2 separate regions of the Triticum aestivum genome follow, and region 2 is linked to region 1. Evidence: chromatin contacts called from public Hi-C data. All regions are on one chromosome and are shown on one strand. Each heading gives the region's core, a stretch centred on a gene start, on an enhancer-like site or on the middle of the called end of the contact. The rest is flanking DNA. Distances are from core to core; before and after follow the strand shown. Region 1 holds the start of LOC123071196 (2,3-bisphosphoglycerate-independent phosphoglycerate mutase). Region 2 holds the start of LOC123071198.

The links. A called contact is a pair of places that touch in the nucleus more often than the background predicts.
Region 2: a Hi-C map of leaf shows a contact between it and region 1, with 3 times the contacts expected there. The contact joins the promoter of LOC123071198 here to the promoter of LOC123071196 in region 1. A contact is called at or near these places in 2 of 5 Hi-C or Micro-C datasets (both in leaf).

The regions. Positions count from the first base shown.
Region 1 is chr3B:600,923,407-600,928,673 of IWGSC CS RefSeq v2.1, reverse strand. LOC123071196 (2,3-bisphosphoglycerate-independent phosphoglycerate mutase) reads right to left here and starts at 2,422. Exons shown (of 10, transcript XM_044494709.1): 1 at 2,160-2,422; 2 at 1,631-1,788; 3 at 1,109-1,236; 4 at 547-697; 5 at 244-447; 6 at 1-126. The coding sequence starts at 1,786.
Region 2 is chr3B:601,217,499-601,222,067 of IWGSC CS RefSeq v2.1, reverse strand. LOC123071198 reads left to right here and starts at 2,280. Exons shown (of 3, transcript XM_044494711.1): 1 at 2,280-2,580; 2 at 2,727-2,788; 3 at 2,880-3,196. The coding sequence starts at 2,392. The coding sequence ends at 3,057. It overlaps LOC123071199 (a long non-coding RNA gene), which reads left to right. Exons shown (of 8, transcript XR_006434175.1): 6 at 345-455; 7 at 560-822; 8 at 1,059-1,092.

The sequences.
Region 1 (5,267 bases), core at 1,173-3,672:
ATACTGATCATTGGCCTTGGGCTCTGCCCTTAGAGTCTTCACAGCTTCAAGTGCATTTGGGAATTTGTATGGTGCTTCTCCAAGTACCTGGGCATCCCACCCACGCTTGACCACACTCCAGTCATTCTGCAATGTATCAAAAAACATGACTTGAATTTCACCAGGAAAATGTATTTTTCCAACTATAAAATATAACACAAAATTGCACCTTACAAAACTAAACAATAAAATGAGAGTATATACCTCGTAGCGGTCCATGGTAACATACATCCTTCCACCACCAGATGCAATCCGTGCATCAACACCCTGCTCACGAAGCTGAGCAAGATCTTTCTCAATTGTCTCTACGAAACCAACACTACTGCCATCCAAAACATCACGCCCATCAGTAAGAATGTGAAGGCGAATTCTTTTTGCTCCCCTCTCACTGGCACCTTTCACAATCAACTGAAAATAAAGTGAAACAAAACAGAGCAATTTTAATATTTGACAAATCATCACAAGACAACAAGGTCTGGCGTCCATCACAATGATTGCTTAGCTAACCTGCACTTGGTCTAGCCGGGAGTGAACGCCTCCATCACTCAACAAACCAATAAGGTGCAGAGTACCCTTATCAAAAGATTCCTTGATGTAATTGAACCCCTCGTCTTCCCAAATCTTCCCGGAAGCAAGAGCAGCATCAACAAGCTTCGCGCTATAGAAATTAAGTATATAATTTAATTTAATTAGCTTTGTTGAAAACAATCTGAAATGGCTAATTGTTATAGCATACAAAAGTGAAAATGTGAAAGCAGCATACAAGTGAAAAAGAATATAGTGTGACAATAGTAATTGATAAAGTCTAGCACATGGTTATGCAAACGACTCAAACAGTTAGACAGCAAAGTATGTAACATAACCAAAGCAAAAAACTAAAAGCATCCACAAGACATGGTTCCTACAGAGTTACTAAAATAATTGATGGCGATGCAAAACTAGAAGACCATATTGATACTATCAAGAATCCCGTTGAAGTCAGAACTGTATCAGAACTTGTAACAAAAAATTGCACTGATCGGTACTAACAGCAAAGAATACATATTTCAAAGGGGAAAAAACAGCATACCCTTGAGCAAAGATTCGGCCAGCTCCAAGAGCATTGTGGCCAACTTCACTGTTGCCCATGTCGTCGTCACTTGGGAGACCAACGGCAGTTCCATGAGCCTTCACTAGCCTCCACTTCTCAGGAGCACCCTAAAACAGAGTTAAGCTTAGTTATTGCACATCTCAAGCAAAGTTATGCGGTAAAAATTTAGCATGCAAAAAACTACAGTACATCCAAATTAGTTCAGGTTGGATGCAACATATGAATTACAGTAGTAATGTAAACAAACATTGTAGCGAAAATTACACGAGTGTGCACTAGTTACGATTGCACAATATTGACTGTTTTTTTATAGTAAAGGGTCCAACATTCGCATCAGATTCATCATCATGCTCAAACCAAAGCAACAACTGCAATCAGGATGCTTCATCTACAGCAGAAGTATGTGACTGAATCACATTAAATCCGACAAAAGGATGCAGGCAATCATAATAATCATATTAAACAGACGAAGGTAAAACGATACAGGTGCGGGTAACCTACATTCTTGAGCGAATCCGTGACGGGCGTCTGGGCGACATGTATGCAGTTGTACTGGTCGGGGCTGGCCTCGCCCCATCCGTCGAGCACGACGACGGCCACCGTCTTCCCCTTGGGGAGCGTGGGGTGGTCGGGGAGCGTCCAATTCGTGGTCGCCATCTCTTGCAAAATCAATCAAGCAAAAAATCAGGTCACGTGCAGCGAATCCAAGCAGATCTGCGCTACAGAGTGGCAAGCATACGGCGTCATTAATTAACCCGCGCTAAATCACCAGATCGCGACGCGCATCTCAATCGAAATCGATTCCATTAGCAGGAATCAAAGCGCCAAGAGCACGAATTAAAGCGTAACAACCCCCCTATAACTAATCAAACGACAAACACCGTATTTTTCTTCTTCTAAAATTCAGATTCGGTGAACAAGGCCTGACCGGCCAGATCTGGCGATTGATCGGAGGAAACCAGACAAGAAATTTGGACGAGATTTCGAACGGGGGAGGGGCGTCGTTGAGATCGAGAGAGGCCGTTCTCACCTTTGCTTTTTTTCTTCGTGTGGTTTGCGGAACAAGAAGAACTTTTCGGAGAGCGGAGTGGCGGAGGATAATGGGCCAAGGCGGGGCGGCCGCGGTATTAATAAGGGGGAGGGATGGGCCACGGAGCCGTGGGGTGCGATTAATTTTAGGGTGTTGGCCAAGAAGATCGTCGGACGGCCCGATCGGCTCTAGGGGGGTCGAGTCGGGCCATCGGACGGCTGAAGGGACGTTACTGGTGTCTTCGCCTGATTTTTTTCTTTTTTGAGTTGTCTTGGCCTGATTTGGTAGATGGGATCCGGCAGTTTTATATTGCGGCCCCTGGTATTGGACGGTCCTGATGGGGCCGCCTGTCGCGGAGACATGTGGCTGTCACGCCGTCACGAGTCCTCGGCTCTCGACGTCAGATCGCAGGCCTCCTCTCTCTTCCTTTGAAAACTCGGGCGTGACGGCGTGCGTGAGCGTGAGCGCGAGGCCGTGAGTTGGATATTCTTTTCGGATGCCGTTTTCAAAATCGAATTCCCATGCTGTTTTATAAATGTTTTAAATTTCGTATTTTTTTCTGGGGGAAAGGAGAACCGGGTTCTTTCTCGCTAATAGCCGACCACCTGTCCGATCCCTTGAAAGGACCACCCGGTTCTTTTTTTAGACAAAAAAAGGACCACCCGGTTGTGGTGGTACGTACATGCAAGCTTTCTCCGTGACAGTGCGGCGTGGAAAACAGCGTGGTACGGGACAAGTTTTTTAACCTAACCATAGGGCTGAACGACATGCTGGGTGCGGGTGCGGGTGCGGGACGGAAAGAAGCGTGGCTGGCCGTGGGCGGCGGAAATTAGGCAGTCGGGGTTGGCCGGCCGCCGGGGGTCAAGAAAGGACTCGCGTCGTTCTCGCGCGCATGGGTTGGTCGCTGCGGAAGAACAAAACAGTCGGTCGCTCTTGCGGCCCCGGCGTCCTGGGGGCCGGAAAACCCAGCGACGACCCGTCGATGCGCCCAAAGGCTGGACTCCCTCGCTTTCCCACGTCACCTGTAGGCTGTAGGTCCTCCTGTGCCGCTGTACGTTTTCGCGAACAGGAACCAGCAACAGGGGAGAACATCCGGACTTGTGGTGGTGCCACGGATGCACCGAACTCATGTTGCACATTTAAAAAATATACTAGTAAAAATAGCACGTTCATGCATCATCAATATAAGATGTCATAAAATTTTAAGTTGAAGTCAAAATTTGAAACATAGCTCAATGAAAAAAAAATCTAACACTGAATAGTATATAAAAATAAGTTGGGTTTTAAATTTGGCCATTATCGCAATGATATCAAATTTGTCATTTTTGTTTCTCAAAAATTTATCAAATTTGGATATGAAAATTTATGGAAACATGCATTGATGTTGTGTCAATGTGTTAGTTTTTTAAACATTTTTTAAAATGTCCTACGATATCTGGTGCACCGGTAGCACCACAAGCGTGGGTGCACCGGATACATCCCGAGCAGTAGGCCTGACCTATCAGCCACGTCCATTCTTCACCTTCTGGACTGGGCCAATTCGTCACGAAAGAGACGAGTTTGTTTTTACACTAATGCAATAGACTAGTAGACTGGGTTAAGCTCGGTCGGGGGCTTTCATGGGCAAAACTTGATACTACTCATCCGGAACTCCTATTCAGCGCATACAGCGCTTGGAAAGCTCCCTGGCTGTCACATCCAATTGCAGGGTTAAATTTTTTTGAGAGCCGTGCTCGCAGTTATGTGGCGATTTGAAAATTTATTATATCTAGTTGTAGAGAATTTGACACCAGATTCAAGTTAAAATACACCAACCGCGTGCGTAACCGTGACCGTCTCTTTTCGAGGGAGTTCCGAAAGAGAACACAGTGGTTATGCTTGACTCGTAAGTAGTTCAGGATCACTTCTTGATCATTAATAGTTTGTGACTGTTATGCTATACTCGTAAGTTAGCCACCATACAATGATTAGTGCTTGATGCAACCTCATCACTTAACCATTACATGCTTGTCGGTGTTAAAACCGGCGGATCTCGGGTAGGGGGTCCCGAACTGTGCGTCTAGGCGGATGGTAAGAGGAGACAAGGGACACGATGTTTTTACCCAGGTTCGGGCCCTCTCGATGGAGGTAAAACCCTACTCCTGCTTGATGGATATTGATGATATGGGTAGTACAAGAGTGGATCTACCACGATATCAAGGAGGCTAAACCCTAGAAGCTAGCCTATGGTATGATTGTTTTTCGTTCTATGGACTAAAACCCTCCGGTTTATATAGACACCGGAGAGGGCTAGGGTTAAGACAGTGGATACGTAGTACACTGGTTTTTGAAGAGGGAATTTGTGTCCTTCTGTTTCTCGTTCGACGACGAGCACTGCGCTTACAACTTGATGTGTTGCCGCGATATATAATAACATTGGTTCGCCCAAGTTGGGCGCGGCCAGGACCGGATTTGTTGCCAATATGGCCTTTATTTCTTCGAGTCCGGTCGTGGCAGCATCCGTCCATTCGAAGTGTTCGGTGCGCCGGAGGAGGCGATAAAGGGGCAATGCCTTTTCTCCCAAGCGGGAGATGAAGCGGCTTAGAGCCGCCACGCATCCAGTCAATTTTTGTATTTGTTTGAGGTCTTTTGGGATATCCAACTGTGACAAAGCTCGGATCTTGGTTGGGTTTGCTTCAATTCCTCTACCGGATACAATGAAGCCCAAGAGCTTTCCGGCTGGTACGCCGAAAACGCATTTTTCCGGGTTGAGCTTAATGTCATATGCTCGGAGGTTGTCGAATGTGAGCCTCAAATCGTCTACTAGAGTTTCGACGTGTTTGGTCTTGACGACCACATCGTCTACGTATGCTTCCACTGTCTTGCCGATCTGGGTTGCCAGACATGTCTGAATCATGCGTTGATATGTTGCGCCGGCGTTCTTGAGCCCGAAGGGCATTGTGTTGAAGCAGAATGGTCCATATGGAGTAATGAATGCCGTTGTGGCTTGGTCTGTCTCCGCCATCTTGATTTGATGGTATCTGGAGTATGCGTCGAGGAAGCACAATGAATCGTGCCCTGCGGTAGCATCTATGATTTGATCGATGCGGGGAAGGGGGAAAGGATCCT
Region 2 (4,569 bases), core at 1,031-3,530, 290 kb before region 1:
TATTTACAGAATTATTTAGTTCTAGAGTATACTGAAAACATGTTGTATAGATTGTCTTTTTATTGCGCTTCATTGGCACTGCTGGTCTACCAGTTTTTACATGAATATTAGGCCTTCCCTATATCTATAGATGCGATTAGTATAGTAAGACATGTATCACATGTTGTCACTGTGGATGTGAAAGGACATCCAACTCGAAGAGAACCTTGAGACTTATACCAATACAATGCCCCACTTCCTTTACTCTGTGATGAACATAGTTTTCAGATTTATTTGTGCATGGTGGAATGTCTGAATTTTCTGCATGCCGGTAGCTTCAGTTCTAACTGTTTTTTTTATTCCAGGGAGACAATTACAGTGGCTCTTTGGAGTGAAACTGCTGAAGCTTTTGATGCAGACAAACTAATACAAAGGTTGTGGTTGCTCTGGTTGTAGGCTGCACATACAAAAAAATTGTAATGCTATCTCTCCTTTCGCTGTCTCTTCCTGTACAAGCTTTTTTCTGTCATGATGGTACATCTCTTATACTAACAGTTTGCTTTTGTAATTTTTATTGCAGCTAGTCTAAAACCTTTCAGCAAGTTATGGTATGAGGTTTGTATTAACACGGATGATCCAGAGATCTTTGCCCTTCATCACAGATTGATTTCGCCTTGGATTAGCATGTGGTGCTGCATGTTTATACGATATGCGTGTTAATCAACTGTTGGCATGACATATAGGCTGCAAGGTTCTCCACTGCCTATTTAACTTGCGAGCAAGAGAGGACGGTGATTTGAGCCCAGTGAAGTTGATATGGCTACTGTGCGAATCTGTCCGACTGTAAGTCCATATATGGCCATAATGAATATACATAAACTTGCTCAAATTTAAGTAGGTACTCCCTCCGTTTCAAATTACTTGTCGCAGAAATGAATGTATCTAGAACTAAAATACATCTAGATACATCCATACCTGCGACAAGTAATTCGGAACAGAGGGAGTATTATTTATGACAAACCTAGAACTTCAAATATCCTGGAACAGAGGAATTAATTGATAACTCTGTTATTTCCCAGTGTCCAGTGCGGATTCATGGTGATTCTTGCAGGTCAAAAAGTTCGGATGCAAAATTATGATTGACGATCTGCAACCAAACCAGAGCTGGTGGTTCCTGTGATTTGAGAAATGTATTTGGATAACCGTGGTTCATGAAGGAACTATGAACAAGTGTATAAACTACAGAGGAGGGTTGCTTAGGCAAAACTGAACCACCCAGGATATGTGATTCGATAAGGCTTAGTCTACAGTATCAATTCAGCCTAACTTGCCAACAGTGCTGATCAGTGCTGATTCGGGAAACAACATGAGCCAATAAGCACTGGAAAACAATAAAACACCCTAACTAGCTAACAGCCTAACTTGCATGTTCGAATTGTGTGAGACTGACATTTGTAGTACCGTAGTGTTTATTAGAATATACAGCGCAGTGGTACATGCTCTCTTTTTTTCCCTACATGAACACACTGTTTGTCAGGTCTAACTAGTAGCGATTATAAGAGGGCAGGAGTTATGTCTCGAAATCCTTCACCAATTGGCAATTGCTCAACACCACCAGTGTGTGTTCTGAACTTTTAGTACCGCTTACTTGTAAACAAAAATGAAGTCGATAGACAAGAGACTACAAGCCGTCGATCACACCAAGCAAAGAAAAATATAAACTTACCTTGTTCTTCCGGTGGCTGGTCTTGAGGGTTCTTTGCGGGCTTCAACGCCCTCGCCGGCTGCTTCTTGTGCACGACGCAATCCATCGACGCTAGTCTTGGTTCTTGGGGTTGTCGCCCTTGCCGACGTCGGTGCCGGTCTCCTTCATCGGGGGCAGTGATTAGGGATCGGCAGCTCACGCGAAGCTCTACTCCCTCGGCTTGAAGGAGGCGAGGCGGAAGCGGCGGCTGGGTCATATGGGCCGGCGGCCCGGAGGGCGGAGACGATAGCGAGGAGGTAGAACGCCACGGAGCTGGAGGATGCGTAAAGGCGGAGCGCGTAGGGGCGGAGCTACCGGCGGGCGGCGGAGCTCCGGCTGCTGCTGAGCTGGCTGGATGTGAACCATGTGGGTAGGATGTGGGACAGCCCATGAACGCGTTTTCTGATGTGGGCGAAACGGGCAGCCCACGTCCACCTGCAGCCTGACGGTTTGGTACCAGCGGGCCGTGTTTGTCTCAAAAACAAAAAAGTAGCAGGCCGTGTTCCAGTCCAAGTCGAAGACGGGGAGCCCTAGCTAGCCTAGCCGGTAGCATATATATAATGGAAACTTGGGAAAGAGAAGGGGATCAGAAGAGGATTTGGAACATCCAACATACCCGGCGGCTAGAACAACGAAACTGGGAGATCTTCTCGTCGAGTAGATAATCGATGGCGTCGGCGCTTCGTTTCGCGGCGAGAAAGATGTGCAGCCGCGTCCTTCAGCGAGCACCGCATCCGTATTTGTCGGCGAGCGCCTCAGCGGCCGTCAAGGAGGGACAGCGGCGGATCGGCCATGCCGGGAGCTCCCTTCGCCGATTTTGCTCCTCAGGATCACCTAATCTTGTTAATAACACCAAGGTACGCATGCACTCGTTATTGACCGTGTCTATTTGGAAAATCAGATTAGTATTTGCCGTATTTTTGTTTCTTCTTCTTCTTCTTCTTCTTCTTCTTCATGTTAATCTTGTTAATTAATGTTTGTAACTCTTAACTGTCTACACCAGCATGGAGTGCAATCAGCCGCGGAATCAGCTTCGTTCATCAGTAATGCGGAATACACACCATGGTAAATTGTTGTCTTTATCTACCAGAGTACATCGTTTAGATGTTTTCTTGTGATGTTATAAATCAGTTTTTAACTTGCTTTTCATTTGTAGGTGGTCAGATAATCACCCTAAGTTTCTACGCAACATATTTCTGTATACAGTCGCGGTGTCTACAGGAAGCGTTGCAACGCTCTATGCGGTGGCCCGTATACATGGGGGGCCATTATTCAGGGAAGCATTAGGATTGGAGCCTAATCCAAGCAACAAGGATGATCGACAGTCAGATTAACATGCTCTGTTTCAACTAGATCTATAAACGTTGTGTCGTTATGTGCTTGCTTATATTAGTATTTGTATTGACTATGATGACGCTTTGGGCTGCTTCAGTGTATTGACTGTTGAATAATGTATATGGGCGTGTGTTGAGAGATCGTGTATGCTTGCATCCCATCTTTCATCCATGTGAGCAGCATCAATACTGTGTTTGCGCATAGTCGCCCGCCAATGCACTTGAGTCTTTGCAATAGACCTCCGTTTGAACTCAACTACGCAAAGCATAAAACAACAACTTTTCCTTCACCCCTTCGTCGCTCGCTCGGCTCCTGCGAGCTGACGGGCGACTCTACGCCGCCCCTTCCCTTCCTCCCTCCCCCTGCGCTGCCGCCAGAGGGCGTGACCGGGCGAAGCCTGGCCGGTGGCGGCGGGAGTCCTTCCTCATCCCTTGGCTGGTGGTGGCGCGGGACACGGCCGCTGGGTGGAGGCGCCATGTTGGTGCGGGGCATGGCGGCGCGTGGTTGCAGCGGTGGCGCTGGTGCATGTTGGGTGCACGGCGGCGGGGTTGTGCGTGCTCTTCCTGCCCCTTCGATCGGGTCTGCTAGGGTTCGCCCTCCTCAGATCTGATGCGGCGGCTGCCATGGTGGCGCGAGGCGGCCTCCCTTCCGTTGGGTGCGTGCGTGTCTCCTGGTGGTGGCGGGCTGCGGGGGTGGTGCCCGATCTGGTGGTCTTGCTTCAGCTCGTGTCGCGGGATGACCTAGATCTGGCGGCCACCATGGTGGGCGGCGCGGGTTGTGGATGGCTTGGGTTGTGATCGGCGGCTTCTTCCTTGCCGCTGTGCGGAGGTAGCAGCGGCGTGGTGGCGGTGCGGACCGGGGTCGCTCCGGGCGGCTTGGTGTTGGCGTCCGGGGTGGCTGTCTGGTGGCGCAGGTGCGTGCCCGGCGGCTCCGACGCTTGGAGCTCGCGCGGGTTAGGCAGTGGTCCGGTGTGGCTGCTGCTCCGGCCGTGGGTGGCTCCATGGCGGCTTGGCAAGTTGGCTACGGCGGCGGCTGGTATGCCCTGGCGTTGGCTCGTCCGTAGGCCGCTTGTACCGGCCTTCGATCTATCTCCTCGTCATCCGGGTGCTATTCCCGTTGAAGAAATGGCCTTCTCCCAGCTGTGACCCATCTTTAGTCTCGTGCTAGGGCAGCAGGACGGATCTCGTCTCGCGCCCGGCAGCAGGACCGAGCCCGTCTCGCGCCCGGCAGCAGGAGCACACCTGTCTCGCGCCCGGCAGCAGGACCACACCCGTCTCGCGCCCAGCAGCAGGACCGTGCTCGTCTCGCGCTCGATGCGGCAGGACGAGTCGATGGAGGCTAGTTTGCCACGGGGTCCGCTCGTCTTCTCGGGTGGGGTAGTGACGGGTATCGAGTGAGGGGTTGTCGAGGTCTTGCATGTCGGGGCAGCGGGCCTGGTGGTGGTAGCGTGGTGCTCTTGGGCAGAGCCCGTCGCTCGGTGCTGCCCGGCGATCATGGCCGTGTGGGCGGTG